2 separate regions of the Pan troglodytes genome follow, and region 2 is linked to region 1. Evidence: chromatin contacts called from public Hi-C data. All regions are on one chromosome and are shown on one strand. The core of a region is the stretch at or near the end of the contact, and the rest is flanking DNA. Distances in the headings are between cores, read along the strand shown. Region 1 holds the start of ARID1B (AT-rich interaction domain 1B). Region 2 overlaps ARID1B (AT-rich interaction domain 1B).

Evidence for each region. A called contact is a pair of places that touch in the nucleus more often than the background predicts.
Region 2: a contact with region 1 is called in a Hi-C map of stem cell-derived neural progenitor cells, with 5 times the contacts expected there. The contact joins the enhancer-like site here to the promoter of ARID1B in region 1. A contact is called at or near these places in 1 of 7 Hi-C or Micro-C datasets (stem cell-derived neural progenitor cells) and 1 of 1 datasets of contacts at active chromatin or transcription factors (stem cell-derived excitatory neurons).

What each region holds. Positions count from the first base shown.
Region 1 is chr5:168,744,843-168,747,542 of NHGRI_mPanTro3-v2.0_pri, forward strand. It overlaps ARID1B (AT-rich interaction domain 1B), which reads left to right and starts at 1,335. Exons shown (of 19, transcript XM_016956522.4): 1 at 1,335-2,700. The coding sequence starts at 1,638. It overlaps LOC134810385 (a long non-coding RNA gene), which reads left to right and starts at 2. Exons shown (of 2, transcript XR_010158232.1): 1 at 2-89; 2 at 825-923.
Region 2 is chr5:169,112,487-169,115,186 of NHGRI_mPanTro3-v2.0_pri, forward strand. All of the region lies in intron 7 of ARID1B (AT-rich interaction domain 1B), which reads left to right. Among named protein-coding and RNA genes, the nearest start is that of TMEM242, 240 kb to the right of the region's middle. Within about 2 kb of position 1,440, at least 3 of the 24 cell types and tissues checked have an H3K27ac peak or open chromatin away from gene starts, as enhancers often do. A contact at or near this core is called in stem cell-derived neural progenitor cells, where this site is marked.

The DNA of each region.
Region 1 (2,700 bases), core at 85-2,584:
ACCACTGCTGCAGTGGAAATGAACTAAAATAGTTTTTATGGAAAGCTGAAGAATGAAATAATTTTGGAAAACTATACTCTACCAAAACCGTAAGTATTGTTTCTGCCAGGTTTTAAATGCTTTCTCTCAATGAAAACTGAGTCCACACTAGTACAAGTGGGTCATTGCCTAAGGTTAAGAAGTCTTGCTTTTTAAAATGTTACTAGGGGACAATGCACATATTGAAAACATTAATAACAATGCAAATATTAAAAACATTATAAAATGTTAATAGACACCAATTTTTAAGAGAACAAAGTATGGAACATTTCTACATTAGGACTAGAGTTGACTGTTTTATATTATTATTGAAGTTATATTTATTAAATATAATGTCTATAATATTTTAGTTTCGTTCTACATCTCTTTGAAATGAATGTATATCGAGAGGGTTAACTGTGCACACGAAGCTCTGAAACATGATGAAAGGTGTCATATAGATTTATGAAGATACGAGCTAACCCATAGCTGTCGCTGTTCTGGCACCAAGAGTTAAATTTTCATGTGAAAGTTGGCGCAGAAAACACCACTGTACATACTCCACAGAGGACATCCAAGTGCATGTAAGAAAAATGCTCCTTTGGGAATACGTGGACATATTCCTTTGGAAATACACTGACAAACCTACATACGTGTTTAAGGTGCCTTCAAAAAGAGTTATGTAAACATTCTCTTTGGGGCGGGTGCAGTCAGTCATAAGCATTTATTGAGTACCTACTGGGTACAGGCCATAGGGCTCTCTGACCGGGGCTAACCTTTATTTCAAATCTTTCCTAATTTTGCAGTTGGAAGAAGTTGTGGGAATTACGCCGATGGCCCGAAATCAAGGCAGAGGCGAACGTTCTGAAAATTACATAACTCCTGGGAGAGACCGTGCTTTTTCAGACTGCCTAAATATTTTCTTTCTCCGTCGGCTCCTTGTAACCTCTGAGGCCAATAGACAACTTTGTTTCCCAGCCCTTCTCCCTCTTTTGTCTGCTCGTCAGACTCGTTTTCCACCTTTGTATCGTTCCTTTTAGACGTGAAAACAAACATGCGAACGCCCGGTTGGCAAGGAGACAGCGGCCCGGGGGGAAAGTGCAGGTTCCGGCCGCCCCACGCCGCCGCGCTCCGAGCGGCCGCCGAGCCGCCCCGGCCCCGGCCCCAGCCTTAGCCCCAGCCCGGCTGGGTCCCGCGAGGCTGCGCCGGGGCGGGCGGCGGCGGCCCGGGGACGAGTCCAGTCCGCGTTTTGCGAGTGCGCGGGAGTAATGCGAGCGAAGTGGATAATAGTTGCTCGAGCTCGCCCGCTGCCTCTCAAGCCATGCTGGGCCCGATAGGCTCAGCTAGTCGTGTATTTACCCATATCCGGGTTAGAGAGGAAAAGAGAAAAGTTTCATTTAAACCTGAACTAAAAACTTTCACCATGAAAGCACACAGCAGGAGCAGGCCCAGAGCGTAAGGCGTGCCCGGCCCGGCGCTCCGGCGGGGCCTGCGGAGGGGGAGGGGGTCGCGGCTTCCCGGCGGGCCGCGTGGATGCGCACAGGAGGGGCCGCGGCCTGAAAAGTGGGGGTTATTGTCTCCCCCCGCCCCCCGCCCGGCCTCGCCACGCCGCGGCGATCATGGCCGCGCGGGCAGCAGCGGCGGCGGCGGCGGCGGCGCGGGCGCGGGCGCGGGCAGGCAGCGGCGAACGGCGGGCGCCCCCCGGGCCGCGGCCGGCGCCCGGAGCCCGGGACCTGGAGGCGGGGACGCGCGGCGCGGCGGCGGCGGCGGCGGCACCGGGACCCATGCTGGGGGGCGGCGGCGACGGCGGCGGCGGCCTGAACAGTGTGCACCACCACCCCCTGCTCCCCCGTCACGAACTCAACATGGCCCATAACGCGGGCGCCGCGGCCGCCGCCGGCACCCACAGCGCCAAGAGCGGCGGCTCCGAGGCGGCTCTCAAGGAGGGTGGAAGCGCCGCCGCGCTGTCCTCCTCCTCCTCCGCGGCGGCAGCGGCGGCGTCCTCTTCCTCCTCGTCGGGCCCGGGCTCGGCCATGGAGACGGGGCTGCTCCCCAACCACAAACTGAAAACCGTTGGCGAAGCCCCCGCCGCGCCGCCCCACCAGCAGCACCACCACCACCACCATGCCCACCACCACCACCACCATGCCCACCACCTCCACCACCACCACGCACTACAGCAGCAGCTAAACCAGTTCCAGCAGCAGCAGCAGCAGCAGCAGCAACAGCAGCAGCAGCAGCAGCAGCAACATCCCATTTCCAACAACAACAGCTTGGGCGGCGCGCCTCAGCCCGGCCCCGACATGGAGCAGCCGCAACATGGAGGCGCCAAGGACAGTGCCGCGGGCGGCCAGGCCGACCCCCCGGGCCCGCCGCTGCTGAGCAAGCCGGGCGACGAGGACGACGCGCCGCCCAAGATGGGGGAGCCGGCGGGCGGCCGCTACGAGCACCCGGGCCTGGGCGCCCTGGGCACGCAGCAGCCGCCGGTCGCCGTGCCCGGGGGCGGCGGCGGCCCGGCGGCCGTCCCGGAGTTTAATAATTACTATGGCAGCGCTGCCCCTGCGAGCGGCGGCCCCGGCGGCCGCGCTGGGCCTTGCTTTGATCAACATGGCGGACAACAAAGCCCCGGGATGGGGATGATGCACTCCGCCTCCGCCGCCGCCGCCGGGGCCCCCGGCAGCA
Region 2 (2,700 bases), core at 190-2,689, 370 kb after region 1:
GGTTGCCAGGGGGTGGCATGGGGATGAGGTTGACTTATAGAAGGGAAAGAGGGAACTTTTCCCTCCTTTCATTTCTTGTGAGAGAAATATTCTGTACCTTGATTGTGCTGTCGATTACAGGATTATAGAATTTTTTTATATCTCAACATAGACATGACAAAGCCGGGCACATTGGCTCACGCCTGTAATCACAGCACTTTGGGAGGCCAGCGCGGGTATATTGTTTGAGGCCAGGTGTTTGAGACTAGCCCGGGCAACATGACAAAACCCTGTGTCTACTAAAAATACAAAAATTAGCCTAGCATGGTAGTACACACCTGTAAACCCAGCTACTTAGGAGGCTCAAGTGGGAGGATTGCTTAAACTCAGGAGGCAGAGGTTGCAGTGAGCTGGGGTCACGTCACTGCACTCCAGCCTGGATGACAGAGCAAGACTCTGTCTCAAAAACAACAACAATAACAACAACAACAACAACAAACACAGTATTTTGTAGTAACTGTTATAAAAATGGTAAACATCACTGGCTACAAAACAAGATAAATGCATATTTAGCCCTAATTCACAACTGCCTTTATCATAGTATGTAGCTAATTATGCATTTCTTTTTTCCACAAGGGTAAGATTTCTGATTTATGGCATTCACCTCCATTTTCTCCTCCATCATATAGGGAATAACGCAGAACCTTGCCCATAGTAGTTGTTCATAACTATTGAGTAATTGGAACTTAGAAGCAAAATTTCGTATATGAGTGGAAACATTTAGTAGTTTACAAAAAGCAGTAAGCTCTGAGTATGCATTGCAACTATCAACTTTAAATATTCTGGAGTCAGGTACAGAAATTTTTGTGATCTGCCTGAAATGATGATGGTGACTTGAATAGGGTCTAGCTTCTGCTTCCTCTCTCTGGTGCTTGAATGGAACTCCTGGTGGGTAGAAATCTGAATTCATTTGGTGACCAATTTTCCAAAGCTAGTGTGCCAAGATGAACCCACTTGAAAACTGTGGGCTCTTGGACTTGGCTGCAAGACCAGTCCAGCTGAGGTGGGCTGGCCCAGCATCTGCCGCCTTCATTGTGCTTAATGCTGGATCCATCTGTTTTCTGTCAAAGCCAGTGCCAACAAATTACTAACCTATTAGAGAAACATGGAAATAAGATTGCACTTCTCATTCCTGGCTTTTCCTCTCATATTTTGCTTGGCTTACATATTTGGTTTTTGTTTATTTTGGGAAGAAAGATACGTTATCGAGTAGTTGGGGGGGGCATGAATCATTTTTCACCCCATGCACACATTTTTAAAAGATGGGCGGGGGTGATGTTAGTGATGTTGTTATGGCCATTGATGACGATGGCAGCTGTCATTTGTTAGGCAGTGCGGTGCCTAGCGCTGTACTTGTTACTTTCAACCTCTTACTCATTATCGTAGTCACTTTACAGATGACAGAACCACAGTTCAGAGAGGTTAAACCACTTGTCACGCTGCTAGGGAGTGTCAGAACCAGTATTCACACCCAGATTCTGAAGCCTGTGCTTTATGCATTGTTGCCTCTTAAACCATTTTAAGTCTTTAGAAACTATTTTTGTCCAGGCACGTGAGTCTAATGAGGAAAGTTTCAAAGAAAAGAAAAGGGGACTTTGTTATTTCTTCTATCCGATAGAGGCTTCTGTAATTAGAACATATTTCCTTGACACGCACTTTTGAGTGCCAATTCATGGAATCAACCCAACTGATTGGAGAGAAATAGATTGGCACCCCTGGCCTAAGCGCCTTTCTAAGCACAAGTGCACACACGTGTGTCTTGGTGTGCATAGCTGTGCTCGAACGCATGCTCCCCCAGGTTGCAGATGCTTCCTGCCAGGAGACGAAGACCAGCTGCCGAACTGGGCAAAGCTATTGAAACACAGCTCCTCTCTCTTTAGTATATAACATGAGTGAGAGATGGAGGTAGGGTACAGAGTAACTTAACATCTCAGTAGTTTCTTTCCTTTGTGTTCATTAAGATACAGTCCTTGACTCCCAGTTAAACCCAGGAGGTTGGAGTGCCAGCATTTCCGCATTCCAGCTATAAGCAGAATTCTACAAACTCAGAAACCTTCTTTCTCTAATAAAACCGCATGATGGGTATAGTCTAAACGCTTGTTTTCTAAAACAAGACTAAAACGTTATTTCATTTCCTTCTAAAGCAAAGGGCACATAAGTTTTCACTGAAAAAGGTTTCTTACCAACTGAGTCATTATCCAGTGTTAGGGGAGGGTGGAAACTAGCCCTCAAGTAATGGCATGAATATATGAATTAATTACTTGTGCATTCAAACTATGAATGAGTATATTTATTTTTAATAAAAGCAAGAGCTAAGAAGGAGCACTGTATTTCACTGATCTTATCAGATCATCTGGAAGCGAAGGGGATGTGAGCTTGGGGAGGAGGAGGAGGAGGAGTCTGAATTCCTTCTCACAGGGAAAAGTCGTGAGGACTGGGACTCTCTCTGGGTAAGCGTGGGAAGAGGAAGGGCCCAGCAGCTGGCCCCTGCTCTGTGCCCACCTACCAGGGTGCACAGAAGGTGCCTTTTCCGCCGAGACTGCGTGACGGGAAAACAGACAGGGGAGCCTATGTGTGTCCCGTGGGATGGGAGATTCAGAAGCAACTTAAGAAATTTTTGTAAAGAACTTTGAAACTGATGAACAGTGGTGTTTTTTTATT